Regions from separate parts of the Mus musculus genome. Here region 1 is linked to region 2. Evidence: chromatin contacts called from public HiChIP or PLAC-seq data. All regions are on one chromosome and are shown on one strand. Each heading gives the region's core, a stretch centred on a gene start, on an enhancer-like site or on the middle of the called end of the contact. The rest is flanking DNA. Distances are from core to core; before and after follow the strand shown. Region 1 holds the start of Snx3 (sorting nexin 3). Region 2 holds the start of 1700016J18Rik (a long non-coding RNA gene).

The links. HiChIP or PLAC-seq counts read pairs in DNA pulled down with a chosen protein or histone mark.
Region 1: a contact with region 2 is called in an H3K4me3 HiChIP or PLAC-seq map of bone marrow-derived macrophages, with 3 times the contacts expected there. The contact joins the promoter of Snx3 here to the promoter of 1700016J18Rik in region 2. A contact is called at or near these places in 4 of 39 promoter capture datasets (embryonic stem cells, liver, neutrophils and 1 more), 4 of 115 datasets of contacts at active chromatin or transcription factors (bone marrow-derived macrophages, embryonic stem cells, large pre-B cells and 1 more) and 1 of 9 other capture datasets (liver).

Annotation. Positions count from the first base shown.
Region 1 is chr10:42,496,950-42,504,360 of GRCm38.p6, reverse strand. Snx3 (sorting nexin 3) reads right to left here and starts at 2,307. Exons shown (of 4, transcript NM_017472.4): 1 at 1,869-2,307. The coding sequence starts at 2,030.
Region 2 is chr10:42,016,784-42,024,008 of GRCm38.p6, reverse strand. It overlaps 1700016J18Rik (a long non-coding RNA gene), which reads right to left and starts at 5,855. Exons shown (of 3, transcript XR_871596.3): 1 at 5,748-5,855; 2 at 5,097-5,401. It overlaps Armc2 (armadillo repeat containing 2), which reads left to right and starts at 5,627. Exons shown (of 18, transcript NM_001034858.3): 1 at 5,627-5,816.

The sequences.
Region 1 (7,411 bases), core at 1,058-3,557, 480 kb before region 2:
CCCCAAAGCTAAAAAGAAAAAAAAAAATCACCTTTTAAAAATTTTATTAGGTTTTTTTTTTTTTTAAAGTATGAATGTCTATGTGCCACGTGTCTGAAGGTGCTCAAAGGGACCAGAAGAGGGCATTGGAACTCCTGAACCTGCAGTGAGAGGTGTGTGAGCCACGTTATGTGGGTGCAGGGAACTGAACTCAAATCCAAATCAATTAAGTGTTCTTGAGCACTGAGCTGTCACCCTAGCACCGAAAATTATCCCCCTTTAAAACAGGCTTGGGTAAGAATTTATTTCCCTAGGTCCACGGAAGCCTGAATTTTGCAATCTTCAGAAAACAAGATACTAATTTGGCTCATGTTTTACACATCTATACAGTTCAATGAGTAGCCTGAAAAACCAGGCCATTTAAGCTTAATATCTCAAAAGTTTGATGATCCAAAGACAGAGAGACACACAACTTTTAATTCCAGCAGTTGGGGCCAGCCTGGTCTACATAGTAAATTCAAGGCCAGTCAGGAGCCTACATATGAGATTCTATCTCATAGGGGAAAAAAGTTTGATTAGTTCAACCATTCTTTAAAAGTGTGTAAGTTTCACAAGCTAAATATATACAGCACTCCTGGGCCGTACAACTTAAAAATGACTAGGATGGCAAATTCTGTTTACCACACAAAAAGTGCTTACTTTAATAAGAAATTCCTTCACATAAAAGCTAATGTTAAGCTGGGCGTGGTGGCGCATGCCTTTAATCCCAGCACTCGGGAGGCAGAGGCAGGCGGATTTCTGAGTTCGAGGCCAGCCTGGTCTACAGAGTGAGTTCCAGGACAGCCAGGGCTATACAGAGAAACCCTGTCTCGAAAAAAAAAAAAAAAGGCTAATGTTAACAATGATCATGAGTCCTCTAAGGCCAAAATTCTCATGGTTACTATTTAATATTTAATTTTTAGCAATGAATTAATTTAATAAGTTTTTTTTTCAAATGTGGAAAAACCCTTCCATCCTGCTCTACAGAGTAAAAAAAGCAGTACTTTCATTTAGTGTCCCTCGAATCATCTAAATTACTTACTGCCAAAACCCCATTAGTTATGGGATTCTAAGAGTACGTTTCTACTTCACCCTATTCCTTTTTTCAGTTGAAGTGAAAAAGCTAAAGCCAGACACTTAGATGAGTAGGGTTCCCTAGTCCCGGGCAGTTGCTTTTTTGGACACTGAGGAAGATGACATTCCACACACCTAGGCCTTCAGCAGGACAGCCAAGCATGCTAAGGTCAACCATTTCTCATCGCTGCTAACCGCTTGGTTGAGCCCTACCACAAAAATCTGACGCGCTCCCGTGAACTCGCCATCAAGTTCTGCTCACAGACGTGTACGGCCCAGGATACTCTTACTGTAGCTTGAGACAGGCCTGGAAAGAGCAGCTAAGCTTGGCTTCACTACGTCTTGGTAAGCGTCCAGGAAAAAAAAAAAAAAGAGACAGGGAGGGAGAGAGGGCTTCAACTTTGCGCACACACGCCCCCCTCCCCCTTTCTTCCTCAGTCACACCTAGCTCTCTTTTCGGAGAACAGTGTTCTCGAAAGATCTACCTCTTCAACTCAAATGTCAAGCCCAGATCAGCTGCCTGAGATCTCGGCTAGCAGAGCTCAACCCACGCCCTCGTCTTCCAGCACCTTCTACCGGAGCCAGCGAGCTGGTCCCCATACAAACTGTCCACGGAGAGCGAGCGAAACCCTGGCTCACGCCTCCGCCCGCAGACAAGCTGCCTCGCAGGGGCGTCTGGCCTGGGCGGCCGCTGAGACCTCAAGGCCCCGCGCCGGGGTCCGGCGGGACTTGGCGGCCCCGGAGCGAGGGATGCGGGAGAGGGGCGGACGCCTCACCTTGACCCTGATCTCGTAGGTGGTGAAGCGGCCCCGGCCGACCCCCACGGTCTGCGGGTTGCTCACGTCGATCTCGAGGAAGTTGCTGGGCGGCCCGTAGGCGTCATTCAGATTCTGCGGCTTGGTGATGAGCCGCCGGGTGTCCGCTACCGTCTCCGCCATTTCGCTGTCGCCGCGGCAGCCGCGGGCTTCTCTCCACCGCCTTCCGCCAACGCCACCGCCGCCCGCCGCGGGGACTCCCGGCTCGCGCGCAGCGAACGGAGACGAACGAGCACGTAGGACGGGTGGGCGTTCGTTCCGCGCGAAGCTCCGCCCCAGGCTGCTCGGGCTTCCGCCCTCTGCCCAGGGAGAAACAGCTGACTGGCCTGAACGCCGCGCCCGGTTCGCAGGCCCCGCGGCGGCCCCGAGGGACACTGCGGGGTGGGGCTGAGGCGCGGCGGCGTCACGGGACTGTGGGCGCCAAGGATATGGGGAGACTACAATAACCACAATGCCTCGGGCGAGCGCGCCGCCGCCGAGTGACGCGCAGGCGTAGTAGGGGAGCTCTGGGGAGGAGGTGTGGGTTTCCGGCTTTTCTGACCCAGCTTCTCTGCGGGGAGGGACTCCGGAAACGATTTTAGCTGTTCTGGCGCAGTGAAGGCAGTCGTTGGGACGGCAGGGAGGAGACAAAACTGCCTATGCTGTAAGACAGCCAATCCAGTGCATCACTGTGATCCCTGGAAATTCATTTCTAGAAACCTTTAATAAACGTCTCAAATGAATCAGTACACATCTGTAATCCTGACCTTTGGCAAATGGAGAGCGGAGAATCAGGAGCTCGAGGCCAGCCTGGGCTACATGAGACCTTATCTTTAAAAACCAAGGGAGAGCCGGGCGGTGGTGGCGCAGGCCTTTAATCCCAGCACTTGGGAGGCAGAGGCAGGCGGGTTTCTGAGTTCGAGGCCAGCCTGGTCTACAAAGTGAGTTCCAGGACAGCCAGGGCTATACAGAGAAACCCTGTCTTGAAAAAAACACAAAACAAAACCAAAACAAAACAAAAGGCTTTTTAGCCAGGCGTGGTGGAGGCAGAGGCAGGCGGGATTTCTGAGTTCTAGGCCACTGGTCTACAGAGTGAGTTGACAGCCAGGGCTACACAGTAGCCCTCAAAAAACAAACAAAAAATGATGATGTAACTCAGTTGGTAGATTGATTGCCTAGGATTCATAAAGTCCTGGGTCCAGTCCCCAAGAAGGACATTAATCCCGGCATAATGTAATGCCAGCACTCAGAAGGCTGAGACTCAGAAGTTTCAAGGTCACCCTGTTCTACACTGATAGATTCGAAGCAGTAAATAAGGGAGTGGAATTTTTTAAACCTGATAAGCTCAAACTAAGGTCAAACAGTGCCTAAAGACTGGTCTGGCCCCTGAAATAAGAAAGCAAAATAAGAAAGACAAGATGAAGGCCGGGAACCCTGTCTGGGTAAGCGGCCACTCTTGTTTCCCACAAATCCTGGTAAATGTGTTTTGTTTTTAAGCGGTAAATCTCAAATTGTACTTGGAATGCTACTTAGAGAAGCCTTTATACAAAATGGAAAAAAGGACCAGGGAAAGACTCAGGAAGCTGAAGGGAGACAGGAAGATAGGGGAGTGCCAAGAACCAGGATACCAGGAGCTAGTGCATCCGGTTGTCAACCCAATACCTGAACAAAGCCATTACGTGGCCTAGGCAGCGTCACGTGACCTTAGAGTCCCTTCAAGTCAGCCTACAAAAACAGCAGTGTAGCACAACCATAAAGCTAGCAAGTTCCAAAGTTAGTTTATTTCCAGAGTACAGGAGAATACAGATCTGAAAAGAGTTGGAGATACGGGCTACTGATTAACAGTGCTTGTCGTGCAAGTACGAGGACCTGAGTTTGGACCCCCAAATTCATGCAACAACAAGACTTGCAGTACCAGTAACTACAACACTGTGGGGGTGAGGTGGGGTGGGGTGGGGTGGGGTGAGGAGATAGGGGAGTCACTCAGGTTTTGAAAACTCTTAGCCTGGGTTGGGGTGGGGTGAGTTGGGGTAGAGAACTACAAAACAAGGAGCTCCAGGCTCAGAGAGACTTGATACTTCAGAGAAACAACTAAGAGTAATGAAAGAGTACATGGATGCTGGCTTACACACAACATGCTTGAGTGCCCTCCCACACACACACACATACACACATAGACACATACACACACATATACATACATAGACACACACATTCACACACACATACACACATACAGACATAGACACACACATACACACACAGACATAGACACACACATACACACACAGACATAGACACACACATACACACACAGACATAGACAGACACACATATATAGACACACACATATACACACATACACACGTAGACACACATAGACACATACATAGACACAGACACACATACATAAACACACACATATACACACATGCACACACATAGACACACACCTACACACACCATGCTTGCTACACACACATAGACACACATAGACACACCATAGTGCACATACATACAGGGGAGAGAGAATAATCTAGAATTAAAGAGAATACAGTGGCTAAGTGAAAGTAACAGTAATTTTGTATTGTCTAGACAAATGCCTAGTTATAATGGCAACAGAAAAAGTTTTAAAGAAACAAACAGAGAAAACAATGAATCTGATTCATAACAATGACCAAAATAACCAAATCTCAGAACTCAGTGGGAAAGCATGTGGACTTCAAGGACACCCTGGGGTACATACCAAATTCAGAGATTTGCATGAGAACTTTTTCTCAAAAACTGAGTTCAAGAGTTAAATTAATAAAGAGAGGGTCTGAATACAGTGTGGTTGGGAGAATGGCTGCCTATCGTGCAATGGGGCCGTGGGGTCGATCCCAGCACCACATTAAATGGCTGTGATCCTAGCACTCAGTGGAAGAAAGAGAAACAAGAGTTCAAAGCCAGCTTGGACACCCGAGACCATGACTAGAAATAATAGGTGCTGGGTTTGGAGATATGTGCCTATAATCCTAGCAGTCAGAAGACTGAGGCACGAAACTCTTCATTGGAGACCATCTTGAGATTCATATTGAGATCCTGTCTCAAAAGAGAGAGAGAGAGAGAGAGAGAGAGAGAGAAAATTGGAAAGTTGTAGAACTTAGAACCTCTAGAGAAGAGTGTCTGTCTTAAACAATGTGGGAAACAACTGTATTAGTTACTCTGAGTTTTTGCTGTGACAAAATGCCCAACAGGAAACAATGTAAGGAGAAAAGGATTTATCTTGGCTCGGGGTTTAAGAGAGCACAGTCTGTCACAGTGGGAAGGCATAGCAGAGGTTGTAGGGGTGGAGGGGCAGACAGGCAGGGGCACACAGCCGGGACTCCTCACAGCTGGGAGACCCGGAAGCAGAAAACAGTGAATGTTGGCATTTTCTTTTCAGTTTTTATTCAGGCACAGCCCCTAATCCATTGGTGGTGATGCTGCTTCCTCCTTCAGTTTAACCTCTTGGGAAACACTCTCACACACTTGTAAAGTCTGTGTCCTTAGTGATTCCAAACCCAGTCAGGGAAGTGGTTGGTTTCAGGACTCCCCGACCTGGGACTGAGGTGCACATTTTACAGACCAAAGCAGACCTGGCCTCCAGTTCTCCCAGCATCCCTCAGTCCCTACCTGGCTTACCCTGTCCCCAAGCTTGAACTTTCCAGCCCAGGGGCTGGACTGCCCTTCCCCCAGAGGCTCCTCCCTATAAAATCCAAATGTCTTGTGCTCTTCTTTTCTTCTCTCTCTGCACGCATGCCCTTTCTTTCTCTCTCCCTTCCCATCCTCCCCTCCTTTCCACATGGCGATTTTCCCTGGCCTAGGTCCTTGGGGCCAGTGAACCTGACCTCCCAAGAGCAGCTTCCCAATAAACCTGTTTTTAATATAATCTAATCTAGCTTGAATTATCTCATTTCACCAGCCGTGAAGAAATAACCTATCAGTAAATGCATAACTTTCAGGATAAAAAATACACAGCAAACTGGGCAGTGGTGGTGCATGCCTTTAATCCCAGCACTTGGGAGGCAGAGGCAGGTGGATTTCTAAGTTCGAGGCCAGCCTGGTCTACAGAGTGAGTTCCAGGATGGCCAGGGCTACACAGAGAAACCCCGTTTCAAACACACACACACACACACACACACACACACACACACAACACAGAGCAAAAGTGTTCTAATGAAAAATGGAGGAAGCCGGGTGTAGTGGCTCATGCCTTTCTTTATTCTCAACATTCAGGAGACAGATAGATCTCTGAGAGTTCAAGGCCAGCCTGGTCTATATATAGCATAGTCCAGGCTAGCCAGAGCTACAGTGAGACCCCCTTTCAAAAGGGAGATGTCAGTGCTTATCAGTATTACATATGACCTCTGAAAAAAGGAAATTCAAATGGACAATAAGCAAAAAGTGTGGGCCCAAATATTTTAATCAAATATATGCATCTGACAGAGGCCTCTACCACTCCACCCAATTTATAATTTTCATCTTAATGTTTTCATCTTAAATGTCGCTTACGGGTGTATTTTATCAACTGCCTTCTTATTTGATTAGAAGGTTACTTCTCCAAACCCAGAAATCTCAGAGGGAAACAAAAGCAAGTAATTGGACGTCCAGAGAGTCAGGATCTGGAACCACAGCACACTAAGAAGATTTAGGGTGGCAAAGATCAGCCTTGTCTCTTCTAGATCTTTTTCCAATTCAAAGCCCTTTCTTTAATCCTCACATTCTGACCCATCTCCAGGCAGTCCTCAAGAAAATTCCTTACTGAATAGCACCTTAGCAAATTCACAGTTAACAATTTCATTTGAGATGTCAATACACCTGAGAAATCTCTTTTTTTTTGTTTGTTTGTTTTTCTTTTCTTTTCTTTTTTTTTTTTTTTTTTTTTTTTTTTCGAGACAGGGTTTCTCTGTATAGCTCTGGCCGTCTTGGAACTCACTCTGTAGACCAGGCTGGCCTCGAACTCAGAAATTTGCCTGCCTCTGCCTCCCAAATACTGGGATCAAAGGCGTGCGCCACCACGCCCAGTTTAGAAATCTCTTATTTTGCCCTCTTATATCAGTGCATCCTTGCTTCTAACAGATCAGCTCATATATATACATGAGAGAGAGACAGAGACAGACACAGAGAGAGAGACAGAGAGAGACAGAGACAGAGACAGACAGAGAGAGACAGAGAAGTTGGGCATGACCGTACAGAGTTGTAATCCCAGCACTTGGAGGGTAGAGGCAAGAAGATCAAGAATTCAAGGTCATCTTCAGCCACATAAGGAGTTAGAGACCATGCTGGGCAGTGGTGGCACATGACTTTAATCCTAGCACTTGGGAGGCAGAGGCAGGTAGATTTCTGAGTTCAAGGCCAGCCTGGTCTATAGAGTGAGTTCCAGGACAGCCAGGGCTATACAGAGAAACCCTGTCTCAAAAAACAAAAAACAAACAAACAAACAAACAAACGGAGTTAGAGGCCAGTCCAAACTACTAAGACCCTGTCTCAAAATAGACAGGTGC
Region 2 (7,225 bases), core at 4,606-7,105:
AAGTCACCATGGGGAGTAGGGGAGAGGAGGAAGACAAAGAGCAAGCACACCCAAGGAAAGAAAAAATGCAGAAAGGGGGCGGTGGAGCAAAATGTCTGGATTATATCAGGACGAGCTCCTTGGGGAGAGGGTGCCCTGTAACGTTGGAAAAGTCAGCATAGAGAGCGGAGTATAGCAGCCATCCTTGTAACAGGTAAGGACTGAGGGAACCTGGAGGCCCGGTCTGCTTTGCTATGTAAAATATGCATGCCTGGTCTGAATCACATTGGCTACATAGTTTAAAGCCAGCCTAGGCTACATGAAACCATCTCAAAAACAAAACAAATAACTAAGGACCTTCACTGACTTAGTTTGAATCTTGAATGTTTCCCAAAATGTTTGTGCTGTTGAAGGCTTGGTGCCCAGCCTGTACTAATACCAGAAGTGGAGCCCACTGGAGGGAGGTTCCATCAATATGGGGACCCCCTCTTCATCCCATTCCCCTTGCTTCCTGGCCACCATGAGGTGAACAGGCCTCCTCAGCCATAAACTCCCACTTTCTTCCTGCCTCGCTGCCTCCTGGCGACCTTGGCGTTAACAGACCTCTTTTGCCACGGGCTCCCTCCGTGATGTACTGTACAAGCCCAAAGCAACAGGGTCAAGAGATCATGGCCTGAATCACTGAAACTTAAAATAAGCTTTTTCCTCCTACAGTGCTGGCAAGATAGCACATGATCAAAATCAGTCACATAAATAGAAACCGCATTCATGTGTGCCAGAGGCTAGCATGTGGGCATGTGACATGGCTCTGGCCAATGGGACAAAAGAAGAAAACTGCTGAGGGGGAGCTTCTGGGAAGGTGTGTGTGTGTGTGTGTGTGTGTGTGTGTGTGTGTGTGTGTGTGGTGTATGTAGTGTGTGGGTGGGTGGGTGGGTGGTGGTGTGTGTATGTGATGGTGTGTGGGTGGGTGGTGTATGTGGTATGTGTGGTGTGTGTTTTGTAGTGTGTCTGTGTGTATGAGTGTTGTATGTGGTGTGTGTGATGTGTTTGTATATGTGTTGTATGTGTTGTGTGTGTAGGTGTGTATGTATGGTGTGTGTGTGTGTGTGTGTGTGTGTGTGTGTGTGTGTGTGTGTGTGTTTGTTGCTGGGGATTGATTGCTTGCTGTCCTCTATCTGCCCAAAGGGTGAAGCAGAACCAGGACGAACAGATTCCACGGGTCTCGGTCTGGCCAGGAAAGCAGAAGTGTTACACAGCTGGAAGAGAAGCAAGGAGGATGGGCAGCCTGCAGCCGGGGAGAGAGCCTGGCCTGCCAGGCAGGTTTAAGATCCAGCGATGAAGGCTTTGGGAGAGAGAACTCTTCCCCAAGTGTTACAGCTCAGTAAAACAGCCACTCTCAGATGATCCTCGGTGAAATAGCTTGTATATTTTATTCCATGGGGGCAGGGACTATATAAACACTGAGGAGTGGTGGGACTCAGGAGTCGATGGTTCCCACTGACTTAGTTTGAGGTGTTGGCGATGCTCTGTTTGCATGGGGAAGGACTTCAGGTGTTTTCTTATGTGGCTGATTGTCATGGTCCTCTCATGGGGTGTCGTGGTTACCTGTTCCAGAGCAGTTAGAGGTAGGCAGGGAATGGCTCTACTGCCATTCTCAAATTTGAGATTCCCGGGGCCTGAGCTCACTCAGCCTTACCAGTTCTTTGTTCTGGTGACAGAGTCCACTTGCCCCACAATTGATCTTAGGGCCTTGTGCCTACTGTGGAAGTGCTTCTCTAGGTCCCTGGGAAATGTAATCCTTCCTATTCTACTGATGTAGATGAAGAGGGTCCACCCACTTTTCTTGCTGACTCTGGACACTGTGGGCTGAGAATGCACAGCTCAGTGATGGATGCCATAACCATCTGTGACCGCACTGGGAGCTATGGCTGACACATGCTGATGGCTGGGCAACACAGTGGAACCGTCCACTTCCAGATGATTGCTAAACAAGTTAGCACACCACAGGCTTGGTGTTTAAGCTCCTTTGGGTAGAACTGTGTGTTATTTTCAGGTGACTACTGTCAAAAGACACTGCACGGGCAGTAATGTCTCACAGGTGAGTTGGCTGTTTTCTACTTCTCTTTAAAGACTTAACATGGACGAGGCACAGCAGCAGATGCATAGGATGAAGCCTCTCAAAGAGCCCTCCATACTCTGGAACACTAGGACCCCTCCCTTCCCTCCGACGAAACACTAATGGTTGCATCCGTTTGTACTGATGTGGTAACTGAATAGAGCCTTCCTCATTAGGATCACTGCCAAGTATTTGAGCTCTGCCAGCTCATGACCAGGTTGGCAGAAGCAACGTGTTATGGGTAAAGTGTGTAAACGCGTCATCATTCTTAGGTGCACCGGCAACTGCTGAGCCCCAGCAAACAGAGGTTTGTGGTGTGACCCTTTGAGTTGGTGCTTTCTATCAAGTTCCATGAATTTAGTGGATTCTCCTCGAGCTGTGGAGTTCTGCAGAATTACATTTAAACGCATCGGTGCTTTTGAATTTGTATGCAAGGATCGCATGAGCTCTCAGTTTGATGAATTCTTTACATGGGTTGTGTGATTATATAATTAACTGACTGGACATCTTGAACTGAGCGTTAGCATTTTAAGCTGGCACTCTTTACTCCTTTATTCCAGAGGCACTTATTTCCTAAAAGTTACATCTCTGTCATAGTCATAGAATTATGGCAAGGAAGGAATCTGAAAAATTAACAAATTGTTTAATCTGTATCTTTCAAGGGTATACCTAAGAGAGAAGTCAACATAAGAAATAGATATTAAGTACAAGGTATACTTGGTATAAGCTGTGAACTCTATTAGGGTCTGCAAATAAAAGTCACTTAGAGTTTATAATCTTTTGCATTGTGTGTGTATGTGTGTGTGTGTGTGCGCGCACACACACATGCGTGTGTATGCACACGACTGCTCCCTGGAGCTGGAGTTCCAGGATGTTGTAAGACACTCTATGTGGGTTCCTGAAGCTAAACTCTAGTCTTCTGCAAGAGCAGCAAGCACTTATAACTGCTGAGCCATCTCTCCAGACCTACCCGGACCCCTGCTTATTTTTCATAGCAGAGAGCTCAAATACTTATATTGTCAATTTACCACTTACAGACTCCTCTTGTTAACTCAGTACCCAGAAGTTCGGTGGGAATATTATCAGGTGAAGTTTCTGAAGTTTCCTCTCGATGCCTAGAGCCCATCACAGGCTAGGGAGAACCTCTCATCCCTGGACTGAAATATTACGTTTATGTATGTACAATGGCAGGACAGTCTACTGGACTTTGGTACCAAGAACACCAGTTTACATCCCTTTACAAGCTGCGGGCGCGCTGTGAACAGATTACTTAGGCTTCTAAATCTCCGACTTCAAATCCAAATAGAGGGCTGGAGAGATGGCTCAGTGGTTGAGAGCACTGGCTGCTCTTCTGGAGAACCGGGGCTCAACTCCCAGCAGGTCACAGCTATCTGTGCCAGAGGATCCAAGAGCCTCACCCAGACACTTAGGCAGAACACCAATATACATGAAATAAGAACAAATAAATAAATCATCAAAGAACCTTTCCAGATTATTATAAACTCCAAAGAAGACAACAGAAGGAGATGTTCCAAATGAAATCAATTTGGAAACTACAAATAAAACTCTATAAGTATATTATATTTATAACTAATCATTTTCCCCTAAGGTCTATGAAACACAGTTTAGTCATCCCTTCTTTACAAAATCCCATCTGTGTAGAATTTTGGAGGAACATCCAAATCAGCCACATAGGCCTCTGTGTAGTAAGTAGCCTAAATATTTTCCCATAGACTGTTCTACAGTAAACTAAGGTATATGCCATTTATCTCTTCAAGTAATTATTTCCTATAACTCTGTCTCTGTCATTCTTTTCGGTTCTTCTAGCCTGCTTGGCTGACATCTGGCCTGCTGGGTTGACTGGCTTCATATTTCAATGGTTTGCTTACAAGGTCTAGTTTAGATGAACATTTTAGACACAAGACCATAGATAACAATTGTTGGTAAAAAAACAAACAAACAAACAGATTTGGTTTTGATGTCTTGTTTTGTCTTCTGAGACAGGGTCTCACTGTGCAGCTCAGGCTAGTTTGGAACTTAAGGTAATCCTCCTGTCTAAGTTTCTCACATGCTGGGATTATAGGTCCAAGCCATGTCTGTTTTACAGGTTTGTAAGCTCATGTTTCAGTGGAGATGAGACTTTTAGACTTAGAAGCCAGCTACTGCAACGTTTGGGAAGGCTCACTGTGGACCGCAAATCTGGGGTGAGAAGAAGATGTAAAGCTGAATTTCTATTGGCTATCGATATACTCATTTTTCACCCACCATCATTCAGAAAGATGTTGAGGTTGAGTTAATATCAGATTACCAGTCATTTAATAACAAAACATTTGGAGAAGTCTGACTCTCCATGAAGGGTCAGATAGACACCTGTATTTATAAACAGCCACCAAGAGACCCAAATGGACTTGTATTTTATCATATCTCACAAACTATGAGATCAAAATGCTAGTTATGCTTTCTATACAACAGGCAATGTCCTTTTGCACAGTTGAGTCTGGTGACACACAAATGGGACTTCATAGGATAGATCCTGTTCCCAGTGAAAAATAATATTTAGTTTGGGATCCTAAACTTCATCAATGATTGAGTTTTCTTTGTCTGTGATGTGGGAAATCTTGTTAAGCACTTGGAAAACCTTTACTCAGTGTTCCAGGTGTCATTTCTCATCAAAGGTATTAACTGTGCAAAATAGATACAATTTAGTTATTCTTTACAAGACCCTTGGCACCATGGAATACGGCATTTTCCCAGTGTTGACAACACTTGCTGATAATCCCTATGTTTATATACCGTAGTGTAAATTTAGAGCTTATGCCTCGCTTGTATTTCACAAGTGTTACCCAATGATCCAGTGTAGACGCAAACAGAGTTTGAATTAGAAACATATACACAGGACTCTTTTTTTTTTCTTCCCCTGTTGGGTTGTAGTGATTCAGTAAGAACACACAGCGACTAGCCATAGCAACCCAAGACTTAAATCGCTCCTTCCTGATCTCACCTTGGGTCCCTAGTTGCTCTGTTGTGAGCTCGCTCTACAAACGGTTGAGTGCTGCCCAAATGCAAGGAGTTAATGATATCCAACAGGTTAACATTCACTGCTACATTCACAGCTCTTCACATTTATTTTGCTACGGCCCACGATTCAGCTATTCACACACAGGGATAGCACTCTCTGCCTGAAGCATAAGAGATGAGATGCTAAGGAACCGTTCCAGGTGGACGTTGACGTCTATAATCAATAACCGACTCTTTCCCAAAACACTACATTGTTCCTCTGCCAGTTGTTTAACAGTCTTGGAGATCCTACGGGGAGAAACAAACATGGTTGAACATATTGCTAATGTAAAAGAAGACTCCCCTCCACCCATTCTTGCCTTTCCCCTGTGGGTATGCTCCTGCCCGCGCTCCCGCACGGGCCCTCGCCACGCCTCGACGCTGCTACGCGTGCGTGGCTAGAGGGATTGGCGCAGGCTCAGTGGCGGAGAGTGGAGCAGGGCCGCCCCGCCCCGCCCCGCCCCGCCCCGCCCCTCCTCCTGGTCCCTGCTGCCCTGCGAGAGCGGGAAGGCCGTCACACTCCGCCGGGGTCTAAGTGTCTAGCGCTTGTCACAGGTGTTTTGAGTCGAGCCCGGATTCCCCAACCAGCACCTACTCCAGCGCATCCCGCTTCGCTCTGCGGCGTCCTGGATCTGTAGGCTGACCGCTCGGCCTGCAGCGAAAGGTGGTTTGTGTACGGTTACCATGGAGATGCTAGCCAGCAGGGCAAAGGCGGTGCGCGGGAGGGCGGGAGGGCGAGGTGAGGATGCTGAGGCGCTCGGCCCTAACCTGGACCGGTGAAGGAGCGGGCTTTTCCGGGAGTGGGAGAGCAGCTGTGCGTGCGGGAGGTGAGGAGTCCCCTGCAGGTTCACCAGGGACCCCTCCTGCAGTCTCTCTTCTGTTCCCAGATAGGGTCGAGGGGTGCTGCTGCATACTCTCGGGGTCTGCACAGGAGTCAGCTTCTGTAACTGTGAGCATTTAGTCAGTTGCCTGGTATTTAACAGGAGTAACCAGTAACACTGGTTGAATGAGAGAGTGATAGACTAAGGGACTCTGTGGAGGCAGGCCACAAGAACAAACTAGGATTTTCCTAGGTAACAAATGACTCCTCAATAAAGTGTATGTGGAACAATATTAATTACACCGTATGTATACAGAATGCCCCTTACAACCCATGCCACAAGTATTACCGCAGGTTCTTCCATCCCGACATCATATTCTTTTCGTTTGGTAGAAAATAAGTCACACTATATGTATCCCATTTTTGTAAATCCCTAAGGTTTTGACTAGCAGTTTGCATAGATTTGGGATAACTGACATTCAGATAAAAACGCTGGGTTTTTTTGTTTGTTTGTTTTTATTTTGTTTTTAAATCAAGGATGGTATTCTCTAGTTGAAAATTTAAATTTATGATATGCATGAAAACATTGGACAGATAGTCTCTTTTGTGACTTCTCTTGTTGGTGAGTATTTTCATTCTAGGAAGATCTTTCTTGACCAGCCAGCACTTGGACAGTACTTCTTAGTATTGTAAGAGCTAGCTAGCATCGTGCTAAAGCATTTGGACATTTCATGCAATGCTGAAAGCTGCCCTGAGAGTTGGTCATTATCCATGCTTTTTTAACAGAAGAGAACTCGGGTATAGAGATGTCTAATGCCCTTCAAGGTCACAGAGCTGCAGATCCTCGGGGGACTTAACACTTGCTCTGACATCTAAGCACTTTTCTTGCACCTGTTTGGATGCTCATTTAATGCCAAAGTAATTCAGTCATGGAAAGAGCCCTGAGTGTTTGATTTGCTGGGGAAAGAGGGTGCACCAGCAAACCCTATGTCGGCAATGTTGATGGGCAATGTTGTCTTTAACATGAAGGAGGTGGCTCTGGTGGCTGTTGGTAGCAAACAGTAGAGATAGGGGTTTTTAAAGATATATTTATTCTTGTTTTATGTGTATGAATGTTTGCCTGTGTGTATGTGTGTGTACAGTGTGCCTGTAATGCCCTCTGAGGCCAGAAGAAGAAAGTAACACATGCAAATAACACGTGGGTCTGGAGAGATGACTCAGTGGTTAGGACCACTGGCTGCTCTTCTAGAGGA